Linked DNA regions of Mus musculus: region 1 is linked to region 2. Evidence: chromatin contacts called from public Hi-C data. All regions are on one chromosome and are shown on one strand. Each heading gives the region's core, a stretch centred on a gene start, on an enhancer-like site or on the middle of the called end of the contact. The rest is flanking DNA. Distances are from core to core; before and after follow the strand shown.

Region 1 (3,201 bases), core at 226-2,725, 100 kb before region 2:
TTCCAAGTAGTATCAATGACAATTGTTATTTGCTCACACATCAAGTGTCTTAGGACCTACCTGTGCTTAATAATACTTGTCATGTCATTACTAAATGGTCAGCAATTATGAAAAATCAAATTCAGAAGGGCACTAAACACACTCTATAGTTTCACAAGGGACCACTGTATGTTCTGTGGGTTATGAGGCAGAGAGTGGAGGAAGATGAGGTGGGTGACCTTCACCATGCAGATGTCCCAGATTGCCTCTAGTCGAGTCATGTTCCTGTATCCTTTGGGATAGCCTGGCACGAGTGCTTTTCCTTCTCAAAACTGTTTGAGAAGGAATGTAAAATCTCGAAGAACATCCTTTAGAAATTTTAGCACAATTTTTGACACTTAAAAAAAATCAAATTACAGGCAAAGTAACTGAGAGTAAAGAAATATCTTTATAGATAACCAAACTGTGCCATGTGCTGTTAGCTACAATCTTAAAATGATTGTCTTTTCCATTTAATAATTAACCTGTGATTTCTTCTTTAAATGAATTACATAAGTCTTGATTAACAAACTACAAAGAAGCCCGCCTGCTGTGTGGTTTCAAATGGATTGTGTAATCACAGACATTTGGAGTTTAACTACTCATTATGGTATTAAAGTAGGCAAAATGGGGTTATTTATATGATTTTGTTGTTTCATTTCCAAATGGCCAGGAAAGAGAAAGGGTTATAGATCTTTGTCATAAATAATGCACTGCAAGGTAAACAGAAGACATTTAAACAAAGATGAAGTTTACATGTTTTTCTACCAACCTATCAAATAAAAACAGCTGGCTAGATTGTTATCAAGTGTACCGGGTATGTTTGGGACAATGTGATTAAATAATGGCTGCATGGCATGAACTAAATTCCATCTGTACATTAGGAAGCACTGATGGAAACAAGCAGGCATTCTAACCAGCAGAAGCAGGTCAAATTAGCAGAACCTGTGACCAGCCATCAGAAGTGACATATTATATGTTATTAGGATGGACTGAATTGGAAAGGTTGAAAAGAAGTGATTTTACAGAAAAGTCCCAAATAAAAAAATCAGATGCGCCCTGATGTTGACGTTAATTTTCAGTGGGGACTGCTTCTCACCTGCGGGATCGGTGATGTGCTAGGTGACCAGCAGAGCGATTTATTGATTTCATGAATAACCAGGTTCCGCTGTTGGTATGAGGAAACCCTGCCAGACCAAATAAGTAAAAGGCAAACTGGCGAGAAACATCACTACATGACTCCTGTTTAATGTCATGTATTTTTCACATGCTATAAAGAATGAGGACCAGGAGGATGCCATGTCAGATCTTGTGAGGCATCTTTTGATGCATGTGTGTAGAGTAAGAGTAATGTTTATGTTCCTGATCAGTTTGTTTCTCATTACTTTCCTATGCTTCTGACTAACCACGTCCTGTTGTGCAAGTTACTGAATGATATCAGACTTGGACTGTGGGCCAGTGCAATCCCACAGCAATCACAGGAAAGGGACACAAGAAGATGTCTGTGCACTTGAGCAAGTACATATATTCCCTTGAGATGTGTCCATTTTTTTTCTTCTATGGTTTTAAAGTTTTATTTTTATTATTGTTGGTGTTTTAATTTATAGGCATATGTGTGTGCATTTATGTATGTATGTAACATGTTGAGTTTTTATGTGCAATGTACAACATGTGCATGTAAATGCCTGTTAAGGCCAGAAGATGGCATTGAGTTCCCTGGAACTGGAGTATAGATCATGAACTGACTGATGTAGGTTCTGGGAACCAAACCAGGGTCCTCTTCAAAAGCAGTCAGCCAGAGCTCTTAACCACTGACCCATCTCTCCAGCCCCTCTTCTGTGGTCTTAATAACATACTTATTTATTCATATAAGGAATATGTTTCATGTATCCAAACACTGAATAGCTAAACCACATTGTTAAAGTTCAGCTTCTCAACCTCTCACCTAGTGCCCCTCCCACCACCATGCATGTGGCTTCCAGCAAGAAACATACTATGTACATTTAAACAAAAATGCATTTGTAGTTCCTTTGTTAATTGCATTTCTTACAGTTTGAAGATCAATCTACATCAGTAGACCTGCAGATCTACAAAAAGAGATGGTTCATTCTCTTTAATGTCTGCAACTCAATTTGATTAGGCCTCTCTGATTAACTCATAGAGTGGTTAACTCAGAAAGAGGTACCCTGTGCCTGTTACTGAGATGTTCGTCTAACAGTCTATTATTTATGAGAGCAGGCATTTAAGTAGGGCATTATCCATGCTGTGCAATTCCGTTTAAGTTTCCGTTTTCCTTGTTTCCTTGCTAATTAGCTTACCAGTCATCATGAGCTTACCCATCATCATGTTTCCTTCTGACTTTTTTTCCATACATTTTTAGATTTTATTCATCCCCTTCATCTCCAGCTTTCCATCAGTTTCCTGCCCATCCTTCCTGCTAAACATCCCCTGCCCCTGTTAGATTCAGTAGAATACAGAACTATGCTAAGATGACCAAGTCCAAAAATGTCTGGAATAATAACCACAGCTAACATGTGCGATGAATTCTATGAGCCAGGCAATGCTCAAACATTTTTATTGGACTGATCATTTAATCCTTACAACCACTCAAAGAGCTGGAGCCCATTGCTTTCCTGCTTTTGTAGATAGGGAAACTGAAGCTCATTAAGAATGCTCAAATGTTGAGTGGCAGAATTGGGATTTGATTCCAAAGTCTGCCATTCAGAGAGGACTAAGAGAAAGACAGAATTGGGACAAAATGTCACATGTCTGTGAAGCCTTTGAAGTGTTTCCTGCTTGGGCAGACTCACCACTGTTTGGTTATCTAGCTGTAAGCGGCCTTGACTTGAAGAAGGGGGGATGTGACTCAGCTGACAGGTGGACTTGGGTGCACCCTGTCTTTGGTTTGCATAAAACTCATCCACAAACTGTATATGAGAGAACTTGTCTTGTGCTCTGACAATTGGTGTAATTTTTCTTTGGATTGGTGTAATTCCAAATATGCATTGAAGGAGTCACTTTTTCTTGTCTACTCTGTGATAGGCAGGAAGCTGGGCACCATTCTCCCAGCCAGATATTGTGTTACCTGTGAGCACCCACTGCAATGGCTGCTTAAACATCCTGTGTTCCTCCAATAGAGCCTTGGACACTGGAACACCCTACCTAGTGATGCACCACTACCAT
Region 2 (3,308 bases), core at 73-2,572:
GTTCAATTAAGATAATTCTGTAGTGTTTCTCCCTCCACAGGGTAAATGAGTGGGCCTAGTCCAGTCAGTTGGGACCATTAAAAAATGCAGGGAAACCCTGCCTGCCAACTCCTGAGTAGTTCCATTAACCCTTCGCTGAGTACACAGATTTCAGAAGTGCCAGCCCCACAATAACATAACTAGTTCCCTGTGGCAAACAGACACACACACACACACACACACACACACACACACACTCGTTTTCCCTGACTTTATTTTTGTTGTGATTTGGCGAGGGGGGGCGGGGGAGGCGGTAACAAGGTCTCATTTTGTTGGTCTTGAACCCACAGCAGTCCTCCTGACTCAGCCTCTGGAAGGCTGGGATTATAGCAGACATCTGCCAGAAAGCCCTTGGCTGCCAAGTTAGTCTTATCTAGTAACGAGGGAACTGGGAATGCAGCCCTCATTCCAGAAACAATATGCCCAGCACAATTCAGAGATGGTGGTTAAAGTAACGCTAAAAAGCGGACAGGAAACGCACCCAGCCACAACACAACGATGGGCGCAGGGACCAAGTCCTGCCGCTCTGCAGTCCTTGGAAGTCCTGGGCTCTGCAGGCCGCCTCCCCAATGCAGAGAAGCCCAGCGCCACGCGTCCCCGCAGCCTCCACTGGTGAGCGCGGACTCCGCTGCCATCCTGCGGCTGTCTAAGGCTCGCTGGGCCGCGCGCAAATACCCAGAGCTCCCGGCTGGAGGCCAGGGGCGCGCGCCGGGCATCTTGGGGCGCGCACACAGAGCTGCCCGCACGGACTCCGCACCGCGTGGAGGGGCGGGAAGCCGCATCTCCTCAGGGCAGGCCGGCCAATGGGCGGTCTCGCTGATGCTGTAATGCTCCAACTCTGCCTTTCATTGGCCAGCTCTTCTCTGGGCTCTAACTAGTTAGTTTTTGGTTTTGAAGGTATTTTTTTGTTTGTTTGGTTTGGTTTGTTTGTTTTCTCTCCAGAAATTCAAATAAGAGGAGACAAAATCCAAAGCAAAACCGGGAGTCCCTGAGCCCTGATCTTGGGGACATAAGGAGACACCTCTACAGAGCCTTCTTGGCCTGACAAGGCCCAGGTATCTGCCAGGCTTTAAGGTCAGCAGACATAGAGTGGTTGTTGTTCATGTTTCTTACTGCCTGATGGGTCAGAGCCAAGGGTACTGGGACAGACTGGCAAGAGGGACGCACAGATTTGCAGGGAGCTGTGAGTGCCAAACTTGGCTGATCTCTGAACCGTTTATTGCCAGAGTGTATCATAGACCCAGTGTCCCATGGATCACACTCTAGAGAATGCTCTCGGAAGGACTGGGCTCTGCAGTCCTCAGTTCTCAGTTCAGCCGTGTAGGCCTTCAGACCAGGTTTCCCAGGCACCCCTATGTCAGAGCATAACCTGACTGTGACATAACCAAGCTGCCGTTTGTTTACCCACTCCCCAAACCCTACTTAACTGCAGGTTGGCCTTTAAACCATTACCGGTGCCTCCCATCCTCCTCTTTGCACCAGGTTTCTGGCTCAGGTGGTCAGATTCCAGCCAGCCAAGCTTTCAGAACCAGAGATGACAGGTCCTGGACACAATTCTGCCCAAAGTGACCCCTGGGAGGACCAAGAGACAGAGAAATAAGCGAGTGTGCTTGGTAGAGGACTCAAGTGATGCCAACTATGGTGACATCTCTTAAAAAGGGAATGACAGTCTGTTGAGAGGATCAAAGTAAAAGAGGAGACTTGACAGCAGTGAGGACGAGGCTGGAAGTACAAAGGCCAAGGCAGTGTGGGCTTGTTAAAGTAGCCATTGCCCAGGGAGGGGTCTGGGGATGCCTCTCATCCCAGGGCATTGCTCTGGGCTCTGAAAGTCAAACTCAGTCTCTTGGGAAGGAAATGAGTGTCCTCAGCCTTGGTCAGCATACATCCTGGCTACAGCCAGTTCTTGCTCCGTGCCCCCCTATGCCCACACTCACACCCCAGATGCAGCTTCCACCACCTCCCCACCCCCACCCCAGATGTGGCTTCCACACTCTGCTTGCAACCATTCAGGGAGCATTGTTTAGGCCAGTACCATATAACCAGAAGTCAGCAAGACCTTTAGAACCAAGCAGGAAGATGCAGCTTGCACGGGAGTGGGGCAGGGGTGTCCTTGAGGCTGGGCCACACAGGGCTAGAATGGCGAGAAGAGTCTAGAGGACAAGATGAAGCAGAGACAAGATGAAAGAGAAGGAGCATTCCTTGATGCGGTCCCAGTACCTTTGGGTATTAGGAGCCCTTCATTCTGGTCCCAGCTCCCCTATTTTTACTGGGGTGACCTTGGGCCAGTCATCTCAGCTGTGGCCTAGTTTCTTTACTTATAAAACAGTAGGGGAGGGGCTAAAATGGTTAAAGGCCCCTCCTCTTCAGCCTCAGTAGCATCCTCTTTTGGGGGAGGTCCTCTTAGCTACTACAGCTGGCACCACTGTTGAGAGGCTGGGCAGATGGCTGCAGATGACACAGTCATGCTCAGGGGTGGGGTGGGAGTGCTGACACCCAGGGATGACTCAAAGATGGTGCAGCACGAAGCCCTCTCCCTCTTCATCTTTGCATATACTGCTCGCTGAGACCCCAGGACCCAGTGACTAATGTGACTGTCTCCTTGAACGGCATCGGATGGTCCAGCAGCAGCCTCTGCAGGCTCCACCTCTCTCTCTCTCTCTCTCTCTCTCTCTCTCTCTCTCTCTCTCTCTCTCTCTCTGCTGGCAGCAGGCAGCAGAATTTAGAAGGAAAAAAAAAAAAAAACCAAACTCCTGCTTTCAGGAAGGTGAAGTCAGACTCCTGAGCCAGGACAGGAGGCCAGCGACAGAGAGGTAATTTTCCCAGAAGCAGGGAAAGGGGGTTGTGCCAAGGAAGCCCTGCTGTTCCTCCACCCCACAGACTCCAAGGAGAAGCAAGTCCCTTGCTCCCATCTGATGGCATACCCTATTTTGCAGCTGTTATCTGTGTTTAGCTAAGAATCCTTTCTTTAGAAAGAAGTCTGATGTAAAAGCAAAAACAAGACATTGTTCAATAACTATTTCTTGAAGTAAATGTGTCAAGTGCAATGGTAAGAACCAGGTACAAGTGGGTGGTCCAGACAGACCCAGCCTCTGCTTCACAGACTTTGGTTCAGGCGGGGGAGGTCTTTTGCAAGCTAGCAAATAGCTAATGAACTTTTATGATCCAGACAATGAAGAAGAAGGTGCCTCTGAAGATGCCCTTTGCTTTGCATGATCAGGGAGGCGGTTTCAGGCCAGGTAGGGATATTCCTGCTTTTAGATGGACCCCTT

The links. Hi-C and Micro-C count contacts between places; a contact is called where the count stands out from the background.
Region 1: a Hi-C map of liver shows a contact between it and region 2, with 4 times the contacts expected there. The contact joins two enhancer-like sites. A contact is called at or near these places in 4 of 484 Hi-C or Micro-C datasets (the AML12 cell line, the N1E-115 cell line, cerebral cortex and 1 more).

Annotation. Positions count from the first base shown.
Region 1 is chr13:36,679,140-36,682,340 of GRCm38.p6, reverse strand. No RefSeq gene overlaps it. Among named protein-coding and RNA genes, the nearest start is that of Gm26395, 26 kb to the right of the region's middle. Within about 2 kb of position 1,475, at least 4 of the 459 cell types and tissues checked have an H3K27ac peak or open chromatin away from gene starts, as enhancers often do. A contact at or near this core is called in the N1E-115 cell line and liver, where this site is marked.
Region 2 is chr13:36,576,180-36,579,487 of GRCm38.p6, reverse strand. No RefSeq gene overlaps it. Among named protein-coding and RNA genes, the nearest start is that of Gm46409, 35 kb to the left of the region's middle. Within about 2 kb of position 1,322, at least 187 of the 459 cell types and tissues checked have an H3K27ac peak or open chromatin away from gene starts, as enhancers often do. A contact at or near this core is called in the N1E-115 cell line and liver, where this site is marked.